3 separate regions of the Mus musculus genome follow, and regions 2 and 3 are each linked to region 1. A link is a contact called in public promoter capture Hi-C data. All regions are on one chromosome and are shown on one strand. Each heading gives the region's core, a stretch centred on a gene start, on an enhancer-like site or on the middle of the called end of the contact. The rest is flanking DNA. Distances are from core to core; before and after follow the strand shown. Region 1 holds the start of Cers5 (ceramide synthase 5). Region 2 holds the start of Arf3 (ADP-ribosylation factor 3). Region 3 holds the start of Fkbp11 (FK506 binding protein 11).

Region 1 (3,704 bases), core at 114-2,613:
TGAGATCTGATCCCCTCTTCTGGGGGTGTCTGAAGATAGCTACAGTGTACTTACATATAATAAATAAATAGGCCAAAGCGATCTGGGCCCAAGCGGGCTGGAAACAATAAATAAATAAAAAAATAAAGTTGAGGTGGTTTGTAAGATAAGGAAATGAGAGTTCTGGAGTCTAAGTATTTTCTTTCTTTTTTTTTTAAGATTTATTTATTTATTATATCTAAGTATACTGTAGCTATCTTCAGACACTACAGAAGAGGGAGTCAGATCTCATTACAGATGGTTGTGAGCCACCATGTGGTTGCTGGGATTTGAACTCCAGACCTTCGGAAGAGCAGTCGGGTGCTCTTACCCACTGAGACATCTCACCAGCCCCTCTAATTATTTTCTAATTACAGCTGTTGGTCTATATGACTTTGGGCAAACTATTCTGCCTCTTTGGACTTCAGTTTATTCCTTCATAAACTGCTACATGACAGATGTCATTAAAACTAGCGGTCATTTATTTTCCTTTTGCCTTGTTGCTTTTTTTTCCCCCCATTACCTTCTGCCTCAAGAGGGGAGAGGAGGAACCTTTTGTCCTGTACTGTATGCAAACTGGTCTTAAAAGGAAGGGACAATTCTCTCCCTTTGGTCACCCAAGTGCGGAGCCGTCAGCTGTGAAACACTACCTCCCACAGACACTCAAAAGGGAATGGGGGTGGGATGGGGAGGTCTCATGAAGTTCATTTTGGCCCTGAACTTGCAGAGAACGACCCTGAGCCCCAAGTGGGATTACAGTGGAGGCTGGAATTACAGGCTTTTAATGTAAAGATATTTCAAAGCCTTGTGTTTTCTCTGAGAAAAAGTGAAGGTAACTTTTAAGGCCTAAAGCCAAGGAGGGGGGTGGAGATCAAGGAAGTGCAAAAAAGGAGAAGGAGGAGTAGGAGGAGGAGTATGAGGAGGAGGAGGAGGAGGAGGAGGAGGAGGAGGGGGAGGAGGAGGAGGAGGAGGAATCAACTAGGATGAACAGCACAGCCGGCTGGCTGGGACACCGGGACTGTAAGTGATGATCAGGAACGTATAGCCGGGCCGGGAGCCAGAAAGAACTTGAATCTGCTGGACTAGGAAGAGTGTTTCCAAAAGGGAGAAACTAGCCTGAGGTAGGGGTGTGACCATGGTGATGTCGAACCTGCTGAAAGAAACTGGGCGTGGCTCGGGCTGCAGGTGAGGGGCGTGACCAGGACAGGTGGGCGTGGCCAAGAAGAAATGGGCACGCGGGGCGAGGCCGGGACCCACATGAGGGGCCTGGGCTGCTGCGACGGAGAAGTGGGCGGGAAGGCGGGATGGGCGGGGAGGAGGCCATCCTTGCGGGAGAGGCGGGCTGGGCGGCTGGGAGGACCCAGGGACGGAAGAGGGTGGCCGTAGGCCGGGCCCCGCCTCGGGGCCGCCTCCCAGCGGGTTCCTTTTGCCTTGACTGCCTCCGAGGCTGTGGCGGCAGTGGCCGCCGGGCGCGCGTAAGATGGCGACTGCAGCAGCGGAAACCCTGGGCCTCCTGTGGGGTTGGCTGTGGAGCGAGAGCTTCTGGCTGCCTCAGAACGTGAGCTGGGCGGACCTGGAGGGCCCGGGCGACGGCTACGGCTACCCGCGCGCCCAGCACGTGCTGTCGGTGTTCCCGCTGGCAGTGTGCATCTTCTCCGTGAGGATGCTGTTTGAGCGGTGAGCGTTGCTGCGCGGGGCCGGGGATGGCGGGGGGTAGGGGCGGGACGCCTGGGCCGGAGACCGAGGGCCGGAAGCCGAGGCGGCGGGGCGGGGGAGCCGGGGAGCCCGGGCCGCGGCGGGGATGCTCGGAGCCCGGCGACGCGCCCCTGGAGCCTGCGTGCGCGCAGACCGCGCGAGTCTAGGGTGTGGGCGAGTGAGAGAGAATCGAGGGGAGTGCTGGGCCTCAGAAGTGCAGATCACAGAGTCGCATGGAGCTCTCGAAGGCTGCCTCCCAATCTCCAGGAACCCAAGAGTGAGTCGTGCTCCCGCAGTGCCCGGCGAGAGGAACGGGAAGGGCCTGGGAGAACCAGAATTAGCTGGGGTCCTGGAAGCTTGTGGGTTCAGTGCAAGCGCCAGAGCTTCCGAGCGACGTAGGTGGATGCATGAGATGTAATGTTTGCTAAAGTTACTTTACTTCTGGGGTTTGAAACAACAGGATCAGTTAGGCCCCAAGCCCTGATTTGTTAGCGCGTGAACGTGTTAGTATGACAGCAGACGTCTGGCTAGGATAGGGTGTGGTGAAGCCTGAGGCTTCCAACATTTGGGGAAGGTGTCAAGAGGAACTGCTGAACGGGCCTTGGAAGCCTGAGATGGGAGAAGTGGTCATTTTGAAGGCGATGGAGCCTGAGACTTTATTGGAAACAGCTTTGTGAACCAGCTTCTAAGGTGGTAGTATTCACAACATACTTTGCCCAGCTACATGCTCTGGGCAGAAGATCCCCCCCACCCCACCCCCACCCCGTTCTTCAAAGGGCTAGTCTTATCTGCTGCCAAAAAGACACTGTTCTTCAAGGATCTGATGCGATCTGTAATGAGGATCAATCATAGCTGTGTTTTTGATAAAGCTTACTCAAACTCCAAGGAAGTACTTTCCTCGTAGGCAGAGACGCCTTCTGTAAAAACCTTATCTAGAACAAACACGACACTGATGCCAGAATTCCTTTTCTAGTGTGGAGATGTGGTTAGACAAAATAATCCATTACTCAGAAGTATCTGTTTTGGATTACTTCTTTGATTTGTCTACAAGGGTTTTTTTTCTTATATCCAGCTAGTCACTAATCTGTATTTAGTAATACTATTTATCTCTTCTAAAAGTGCTATGCCAGACACTCAGATGCAAAAAGTAAATATATAATAAATAGATTAAGTGAAACTCAAAGTCTTTTCTGGGCCCCCAAGAATTTACAGTTTTTCAAGATAACCATCATTATCTTAAGTATCCCTGAGGTGGAGGTGGAGGTGCAGGCTTAGGAGAAAACTGGATCCTGCTATTCTCTTCCATAGTGAGGGCTGAAAATGAAATGCAAGAACTATCAAGAAAAGAGACAATCCAATACACTTTTCCATTGTCATAAGAATAGTCTTTGTTTCTCATACAGATATATAACAAGCTTTGTGACTTACCTCTGCTATCGGCATACACACACACACACACACACACAGAGTATATATTCCAATTCTAAAGGGTTCCCCCAGATGGCTGGAGACTATTCCCTGGAGGAGTCACTGGAAAGGATCCTTCCCCTATGGGAATTCTGTCTGCATGTTTCTATGGTACTCCAGTGTCAAGGGGATGAACAGGCATTCTTTCTAATGTGATATTTCTTATCCAGTAAGGACAAGCAGCTTGTTTGTTTAGTGTGTGATCTTAGGAAAAGTTAACCCTAGAAACAATCTTGCTATTTTGTTTCCCTTGAAGACCAGCTATCTCAGAAAGTGCTTGGAATTGACTGCTGTTCTGTGTGCTGTCTTCCATAAAGGAAACAGAAGCTATTCTTAAAGTACAGTAAAAGCCTGTCTAAGGGGTTGGAGAGATGGCTCAGCCATTAAGAACTGTGCCAGAAAACTGTGCCTTCCAGTGTACCTGCTGAGTTTCATTCTGAACACTCACATGGCAGCTCACAACCATTTGCCACTCCAGTTCCAGGGGATTGGAGGCCCTCCTCTGCCTCCACAGCCCTGGATGT
Region 2 (3,865 bases), core at 704-3,203, 1.0 Mb after region 1:
TATGGGCTAGGGAGATAGTTCAGCCATTAAAAGTACTAGCAAGACAAGCTTGGCCCGAGCTTGTTCCCCAGAGCCTGTTGTAATAGGTGGAGGGCGATCAGGCTCTTACTGACCTCTCTTGCCTAGAGGACCTGGCTCCCAGCACCACGTGGAACAACTGCTTGTAACTTTGTCTCCAGAGAATGTTACATTTTTTTCTCCCTGTAGTAGATATCCACACTTACAGGCACCTACTCACACACAGAGACGTATGTGCGTAGGTACAGTTAAAAATAAATCCATTTGGCTGGATGTGTGACAAATACCTTTAATCTAAGCACTCAGGAGGCAGAGGCAGGCAGATCGTATTTGAGTTCAATGCCAACTTGGTCTATAAAGTGAATTCCAGGCCAGGTGGGGCTACATAGTGAGCCCCTGTCTCAAACACAACAATAACAAATATATATATTTTAAAGCTGAATGCCTGTGGTGTAATGAAAGCATTCCTAAAGTAAGATGGGGGATGATGCCAGGAGAATCACACAGAGCTAGCCTAGAGTGTGCACTGCAGCAGCAGAAACCAGAGATCCTGGCCCAACGAGGGAAAAAAGTCAAGAACAGCGACTCCCAAAAGGTGTCCTCTCTAACCTCCACATCTTGCTAGAGCACAAGTGCACCCGCAATCTCTCATACAAGCACACACACACAGAGTTAATAAATGGAGGGAAAAACGAGCAAAAACCAGAGCTTAACAAAGGCTCTCAACAGCATTGAGTCCTGAGTGGGGACAAATATAATTCTCTTCGTTATAAGCAAGTTCCTTGCTGTCCATCTCTTCGTTAACCATCTCTGGCTGTTCTGGAGCCTGCTCTGTAAATCAGACTGACCTTTAACTCACAGACATCCACCTGCCTCTGCACCCTAGTCTCCAGTGCTGGGATTAAAAGCTTGTGCCACCACCGCCCCCAGCCAGTCCTGTAATTTTTGAGGTAAACAAGAGAAGACAAACTGGTATAAAGGTATAAACCAGAGACAGATGTGACAAGAGATAGATTCTGTTCCCAGCCTATGTTTTGGAGGGAGAGAAGAGTTATAACGCTGCACCAAGCTCTTATACTTGATGCATTTAAAGAACGCAGTGGGGGCTGGTGAGATGGCTCAGTGGGTAAGAGCACCCGTTTCTGGCGAGGACCCTTCTAGCTCAGATTCTAACATAGCTTGTGGCTAGAGTCTCAGGCAGTGTCTCCATCATGTCAAAAGATGAGTGTCAGGGAAGGAAGGCGGGGTCCTGGGTGCGCTTTCCTGGGGATACTAAAATCCAGACTCATCTAGAGAGACTTCATGAGAGCCGCCTCTGAGTTTCTGCCCTCTGCCTTTCAGCCTCAACCTCCTAGACGACCCCATCCAGATGTTTCCTCTAGTATCTGGAATGCATCGTTCTTTCTCCTCTTCCTTTATGGGAAAGGATCTCAGAGAAAGCATCCTTAGGAACTAGGGAGCAGAGCGGATTAGCAGGTGGGGTGCGAGTGATGCGCTGTTTATTTGGAATAAGACTGGACTAGAGCAGGATACAGCAACCGTTTTCATCCTCCATGCTCCACATGGGCTCTGCTTAAGAAACCCCGGAGACTCCCTGGTCCGAGCCCTGTGGCCAGCGCAGCCAGGATGTGGCAAGGTCCCGGAGCTCGCTCTGCTCGGGAGCCTCACCTCAGTGCCCACAGCCCCCTCTACACGCCGTGCCTTCCGATCCTCCAGCCCCCACACAGGCCCCCGCCTAGGCTCAGCTTCAGCACCGGCTGCTTTTGCTGCAGCCGCTGCCATGGTGATGGGTCTCGCGAGAACTGCCGCTCGCTACCGCGCACTTCTCGCGCGATCGTGGAGGTGGGAAGTAGCCCGGGCTGGGGGTGGGTGTTCGCCGCACAGCTCCTGTCGCCGTCGCGGCTTCCGGTGCTAGGTGGAGGGCGGGCAGGAGGGAGCCGGGGAGCGGGCCAGCGGACCATCTTCACCGCGGTCGGGTCGGCTTGCGGAGCGGGAGGCAGCGGCCGGAGAGCCGGGCGGAACCTGCGGGGGCGGAGGCGGCGGTGGCAGCCGCGGCGCAGGGAGCAGGAACAGGTTCGGAGCTGGGGAGGGAAGGCGGGTCCGGGCAGGGAAGAGGCTGGGTCCGGGTGGGAGCCCGAGGCCCCCGGCCGCGGTCCGGCTCGCACCGTCTGGGCGAGGTGCTGGTGTGGGGGGTGATCCTCGCTGAGCTTGGGGACCCCAGCCCCACTCCTGTCCCCGCAGCCGAAGGACGCCGAGCTGGGGTGGGGGCGGGGGGCGCACACGGATTTGTCCTCCGCCTCCCCCGAGGGTGCGACCTGGGCTGCAGAGGTGAGCTTGGGAGGGTTGGGGACGAGGGGGAGGCAGGCTGACCTGTGGGAGGGGGACGCGGGGGCGGTGTGGCTGTTTGGCTCTCTTTTCCTTGGGTTTAAAGGGCTGCGAGGAACGCTGCCTTTTCTCTCTCCCTCCCCCGCCCGAGCTGTGGGGGAACCAAAGAAAAGCCGTGCCGTGCCGTGGTTATTCTCCTCCCTCACCCAGCGCGAGGCGTGGGGGGCCGGGGCTTAGTATCAGGGCCTACTGGTGGGGCTCGGCTGGCTGCGCACGGTCCTCACGGAGGTGGCGCTCTGCTCTGGGGTGTTGGGAAGAGGGCAGCAGGTGGGGAGAGGGTGGAGAGGAGGCTGGAGACGGGGGAGGGGGACCTGAGCTAGCTCGGAGGAGAGAGGTGGGGCCTTCCTCCCCCAGGCGGAGCGGGGGCGGTGTCACCGAAGGAGGGAGCAGCTTGTCACTGGCCCTGAGTTTGTGTCTTCCAATCCGCTTTCTTTCTCTAGGAAGTACCAGGATTCCCGGAACAGAAAATGAAGCCTTTGCTTAGCATGCCAGTCCTTTTTGAAGGAAGGAGGGGGAGGTGGGGAGGTGAAGTTCCCTGTTAAAACCTCAGGGTCCTTTAGTTAAGTCGTAACTCTTTGGAGAGACTTGTTTTTTTTTTTGGGGGGGGGGGAGAGGGTCTCTGGGCCAGGAAGAATGTAGTGGAGGGTTATGTATGTGGTCAGGACTAAGAAGAAAATAGTGAGGTCATTAGGGAGACGGGTAATGTAAAACCCGTCTCTGCCACTGTTGCATTGGGTCACCCTTGGGTCCATGGCATGAAAGTTTTATTGGGAGGAGATCTGCTGCAGGAGTCTGATTGCTTGAGTCATTGCAACAGGATAGAATCTAGTCTCTGCATACCTCCATCTGTGACCCCAGGCAGGGGGATAGGGAACTGTCTTTGCTGCCATTTTGTCTTAGACCTGTTTGGGGATAGTATCCCCACTGTGTGCTGCAGTGGCCATTGGGTTGGCCTTTGGCATGTTGGACCTGCGCTTGAGTACATTGTTAAAGGCCGTTTTAAGAAAGGCCCATCCACTTACATTCAGCTTTTCACACAAGGAGTCACTGACCTTGGAGGCAGCTGGAAAGGGCTCCCAGGTGTCACACAGTCACTCCTGCACAGTTTTCCTTCTTTCTCTCCTTCCTTTCCCCCTCCCTTACTCCTTTGTTTGTTTGAGATGCAGTGCCCTTGCTCGCCTCAACCTACCAGCTGCCTGCCGCTGTCTCTGGAGTGCTGAGGTTGACCTGGGAACCGAGGCAGACCCTTACTTCCTTTTTTGAGACAGGCTGGATTTGAATCTTGCTTTTGTAAGAACACGGGATAGCAATGCATAGAACTGCGCAAGGTTTCTAGCTACTGCTTAAGGAAGAGGTAGTGCAGCGAGGGGAAGGAGTTCTCTACTGATGAGAAGGAGAAACTTCTTTAAAGCCAGGGTTGTTAAAGTTGAGGCTGTGGCTGACAGAAACTGGGATCTGCTTC
Region 3 (3,993 bases), core at 1,237-3,736, 1.0 Mb after region 1:
GGATGACAAGTTTTTAATTGTCAAGGACTCAATTCTGTTTATCAGTTGGTATGGAATTATGTAAGCTTTTAGCGATATGACCGCACGGAGCAGTGTAGAGAGTGATCTGAGAGACGCTTGGGGGTCAGGATGGAGATAGAACTCCCTCTCTATTAGAAGGTGTTTGGTGGTAGGTAACCCTGGGCTAGCATGGTGGGTCTCTTCTTACTTAGGCTTCCATCTTTGTGGTTCAAATCCAAGAAGGACCTGCGTTCCCTCCCTCCTTGTGATCAGCTGATTGCTAGAGCATAACTCATCTTAACTTCTCATGTACTCTCCGGGTACAGGAAGGGAGGGGGCCCACTGCTGACAGTGGAGCATGAAACGACCGGCTTCCTGACTATGTTGGTACCCTTTCAGGAGCCTAAAACAGTGCTTTCAATACTTGTGTCTATGTCTGTTAGCCACAACTTTCTAGTTTCCCAGAGAGATTTTGAAGTGTAGTTTTGTATTTGCTCAAATATATATTCATATGGTGAGGTGCACATTTTTTATATTATATTTTTATTCATTTATTTTTGGTGCTTGGGAATTATACTCTAGGAATAAAGCGCCTGGTAGAAAGTGGCACACATCTTTAATCCCAGCACTCAGGAAGCAGAGGCAGACAAATCTCTGCGTTCCAGGACAGCCTGGTCTATAGAGCAAGGTCCAAGCCAGCCAGGTTTACACAAAGAAACCTAGTGTGGAAAAGACAAAACCAACCAACCAAAACAAAACAAGCATTCTCTCACTGAGCTACCTCCCTAGCCACATGCACAGAAGTTAGGCACACATTTGACGGGTTTAAAGTGCATCTATAAAACCCCATATCCTCAAGACACAGCATGCTACCAACCCCAGGAATTCCTGCCGCCTGTGGCTTCAGTTAGTATTTGAGGGGGGTTTTATGTAGCCATGCTGGGGTTCAAGGTGTGCACCACCCTATCCCACTGTACCAATTCAGGTTCCAGTGTTTTGTTTTTGTTGCTTCTTTAAAGAGAGTTTGACTGTGTAGTCCTACATGGCCTGAAACTCAGGAATTTGTCTGCCTCTGCCCCCTGAGTGTTGGAATTAAAGGTGTGTACCACAACATCTGGAAGGCAGGGTTTTGCTTTTTTTTTTTTAAGATTTATTTTTATTGTGTATATGGACACTAGACGAGGGCATTGGAGTCCTTGGAGCTAGAGTTACAGACTTTTTGAGCCATCTGATGTGTGTGCAGGGAATTGGTCTTTGGAAGAGCAGCAAACTCTCTTAAGCACTGAGCCATCTATCCAGCCTCTGACAATGAGCATTTAAAAAATAATTCCTGGGTTAGGGGTGTTAACTAAGGCGCTTGCCAGGTATGAGCAGAGCCCTGCCTGGACTGGATCCCCAATACCACAAAGCCACCCCCAGAGAACATGAGAGCTTAATTAGAATGATAGCATTATATATGGAGGCACTCGCTAATGGGGCTGGAAGAGGAAATCCCAAAGGAAACTGGTTGGGTATTAGAGATGGAAGAAATCTCAGAATGTCGGTACAGGAGAACCACCAAGACAGCCAGGTCAGGGAGGTCAGGTTCTTCCAAATAAGAGGAAGTGTGTGTTGGGTGTGTGTGTGTGTAGTCTGAGCTGCTGGCCAGACACACAGGTGGAATTGTGTTTACAACCGGTATCAATGCTAAAGAAGACAACGAACCAAGAAACAGCCTGAGAATAAATATGGTATGGAAGGACACCATGCCAGACAGCCTTTGAGTGAGTGACCAGGAGCTGGGTACCACAGCTTAGGTTGTCAGTGAGTGTTCAGACCATGAAATTCGAAACTGGTAAGGCTGCCTAAAATTACTTGAGCCCCCTTTAAAAACTGAAGTCCTTGCATAAACACAAGACTGGTGTCCGTGCTGCTGTTGTGAAAAGGATTTGTGGAAAACAGGAAGGAAACGCCATTGCTGGTAGGAGAAGATCTGTGATGGATCACTTTTTACAGGAAGATGCCCCGTAATGCTTCCCAAGACAGGAGGCTGGAGAAGCCGCCAGCTCTTTCTGGACATACCCGAGAGCAGAATGAACAGGAGTGTGAAGGGTCAGCCGACTTGGACACCTGCCTCTGGGCTTAGTGGAAAGGGACAGATCTTAGAAGACCGAGCAGAGCACAAATGCTAGCCCTGTGCTTGAGTACTGTCACCAGTTGCCATGTTAACCTTGGGCAAGTGCCCTAGCTATGAAATGGGGACAAGTGTGTGCCTCCCTTTCCTGGCCATTCGCAGGTTAGAGACAAACGAACGCCCCTCTTTACAGTTGGTAATGGCAAATATGTGCTATTACATGATCCAGCCGTCGTCATGGGTCAGAAAGACTGTTAGATGGGTCACCATCCGCGACCTCCATCACAGGTTAGGGAATTCTGCAGTCTCTTCCCCTCTAGGAGGTGGGGACAAAGTGGAGGGAGGGCTGCAAGAGGAGGAGGAGGAGGAGCTAGCGCCTTGAAAACCCGCCCATACCAGTCTGGCCTGGAGTGAGGGAACCCGTCCTGGTCGCGTGCACCCGAACAGCCTGCCCTGGTATCCTGGTGCTCTGACCCGGTCCAATCATGACCCTGAGCCCTTTGCTCCTACCACTCCAGCTGTTACTGCTGCTACTGTTCAGTGGGGCGGTGTGCCGGGCTGAGGCTGGGCCAGAAACCGAAAGTCCTGTCCGGACCCTCCAAGTGGAGACCCTGGTGAGGAGACTGTGGTGCCACTCCCCTCCCCCCACCCCATGTCCCGCCGTTCCCCTTTACGGCCAGGGATCGCGGGGAAGCCTGGGACTCTAAATGGTCCTGTGAGAGTGAAGAGGAAAGAAGCGAAGGAACTGAGTTGGGGGAAAAGGTGCTGGGTCTCCAGAGGAGCTTAGGAGGAGCAGCCTTGACCCTTGTAGTCTGATCGTAGGTGCAGCCCCCTGAATCGTGCACGGAATCTGCTGCCATTGGAGACACGCTCCACATACACTACACGGTGAGGGGCTTGGGGGTCCGGGGCGTGGCCTGGGAGGGGCGGCGCCCGGCTGAAACACGTCAGCTTTGGCTTGGACACGTGGCAAGCTATCCTAGAGAACTTGAGTCCTAGGATCAGCCCGCACGTGGGGGCGTCCTCTCGCCTGCTTCTCTTTCTTCCTTGTTTTCTGCCGATTCCTCTCCAGCGCTGAGAAAAGAAGGATAGAGAGAGCTCCAAGAAGCGCCAGCCCCGTGGGGCTTCCTGTTCCTTCTTGCCCATGGTGGTGGTGGGTGGAAGGAGATGGGGACAGGACACAAGTTTGTTAAAGGGGTTGCTTCCTTCCGGGTGGTCCCAAATTGTGGGAAGAATGGTGGGTTTAGACCCACCATTTTTTTTTGTCTTCAGGGCAGTTTGGTAGATGGACGCATTATTGACACTTCTCTGACCAGAGATCCTCTGGTCATAGAACTCGGCCAAAAGCAGGTGATTCCAGGTATGTGCCCCGTGCCTCTGACCTCTCCCTAGCCTAAGCCCTTGCTTGCTTGCCGGCTGTATTGCTCTGGAACAGCCGCTAGAATGAAAAGGATCCCAAGGCTCTCCCGCTACCTCAGACTCCACTTCTAACACTCTTCTTGCCCCACACATCACTGCGGCAGAGAGTCTGAGAAGTGGAGCTAAGCTCATTTGATGACGGGGAGCCTTTGATTTTCCTCTTGGGTACTGTGGGGAAGATATGTAGCTTCTAGTTCAGTTTTGCCTTCTTCCTCAAGGTCTGGAGCAGAGCCTTTTGGACATGTGTGTGGGGTGAGTATCTGAAGGCCGGGGCCTGACTGCTCCTTTTTCCGGGTAGAAGGTTTCTCTGTCATCCCTTCTCCAGTGGCAGGACGTTGTAGAGTAAAGGGCCCCTGACTTCATACTGGAGAGGTGCAGGTTAATGGGAACCCCCCCCCCAGGGCATCTCTCCAGCTGTCAGTTTTGTTGGGGGAGGCTGAGTGCTGTGGGGAGATTGGTGA

Evidence for each region. Promoter capture Hi-C pulls out the DNA fragments that hold promoters and counts their contacts.
Region 2: a promoter capture Hi-C map of liver shows a contact between it and region 1, with 4 times the contacts expected there. The contact joins the promoter of Arf3 here to the promoter of Cers5 in region 1. A contact is called at or near these places in 2 of 39 promoter capture datasets (both in liver) and 1 of 115 datasets of contacts at active chromatin or transcription factors (microglia).
Region 3: a promoter capture Hi-C map of liver shows a contact between it and region 1, with 2.5 times the contacts expected there. The contact joins the promoter of Fkbp11 here to the promoter of Cers5 in region 1. A contact is called at or near these places in 1 of 39 promoter capture datasets (liver) and 1 of 115 datasets of contacts at active chromatin or transcription factors (pancreatic cancer cells).

Annotation. Positions count from the first base shown.
Region 1 is chr15:99,770,174-99,773,877 of GRCm38.p6, reverse strand. It overlaps Cers5 (ceramide synthase 5), which reads left to right and starts at 1,363. Exons shown (of 10, transcript NM_028015.2): 1 at 1,363-1,695. The coding sequence starts at 1,499.
Region 2 is chr15:98,761,206-98,765,070 of GRCm38.p6, reverse strand. It overlaps Arf3 (ADP-ribosylation factor 3), which reads left to right and starts at 1,953. Exons shown (of 5, transcript NM_007478.3): 1 at 1,953-2,091. LOC115488470 reads left to right here and starts at 3,025. Exons shown (of 1, transcript XM_030248862.1): 1 at 3,025-3,865. The coding sequence starts at 3,159. The coding sequence ends at 3,623.
Region 3 is chr15:98,726,691-98,730,683 of GRCm38.p6, reverse strand. Fkbp11 (FK506 binding protein 11) reads left to right here and starts at 2,486. Exons shown (of 6, transcript NM_024169.4): 1 at 2,486-2,727; 2 at 2,936-3,001; 3 at 3,386-3,473; 4 at 3,751-3,784. The coding sequence starts at 2,599.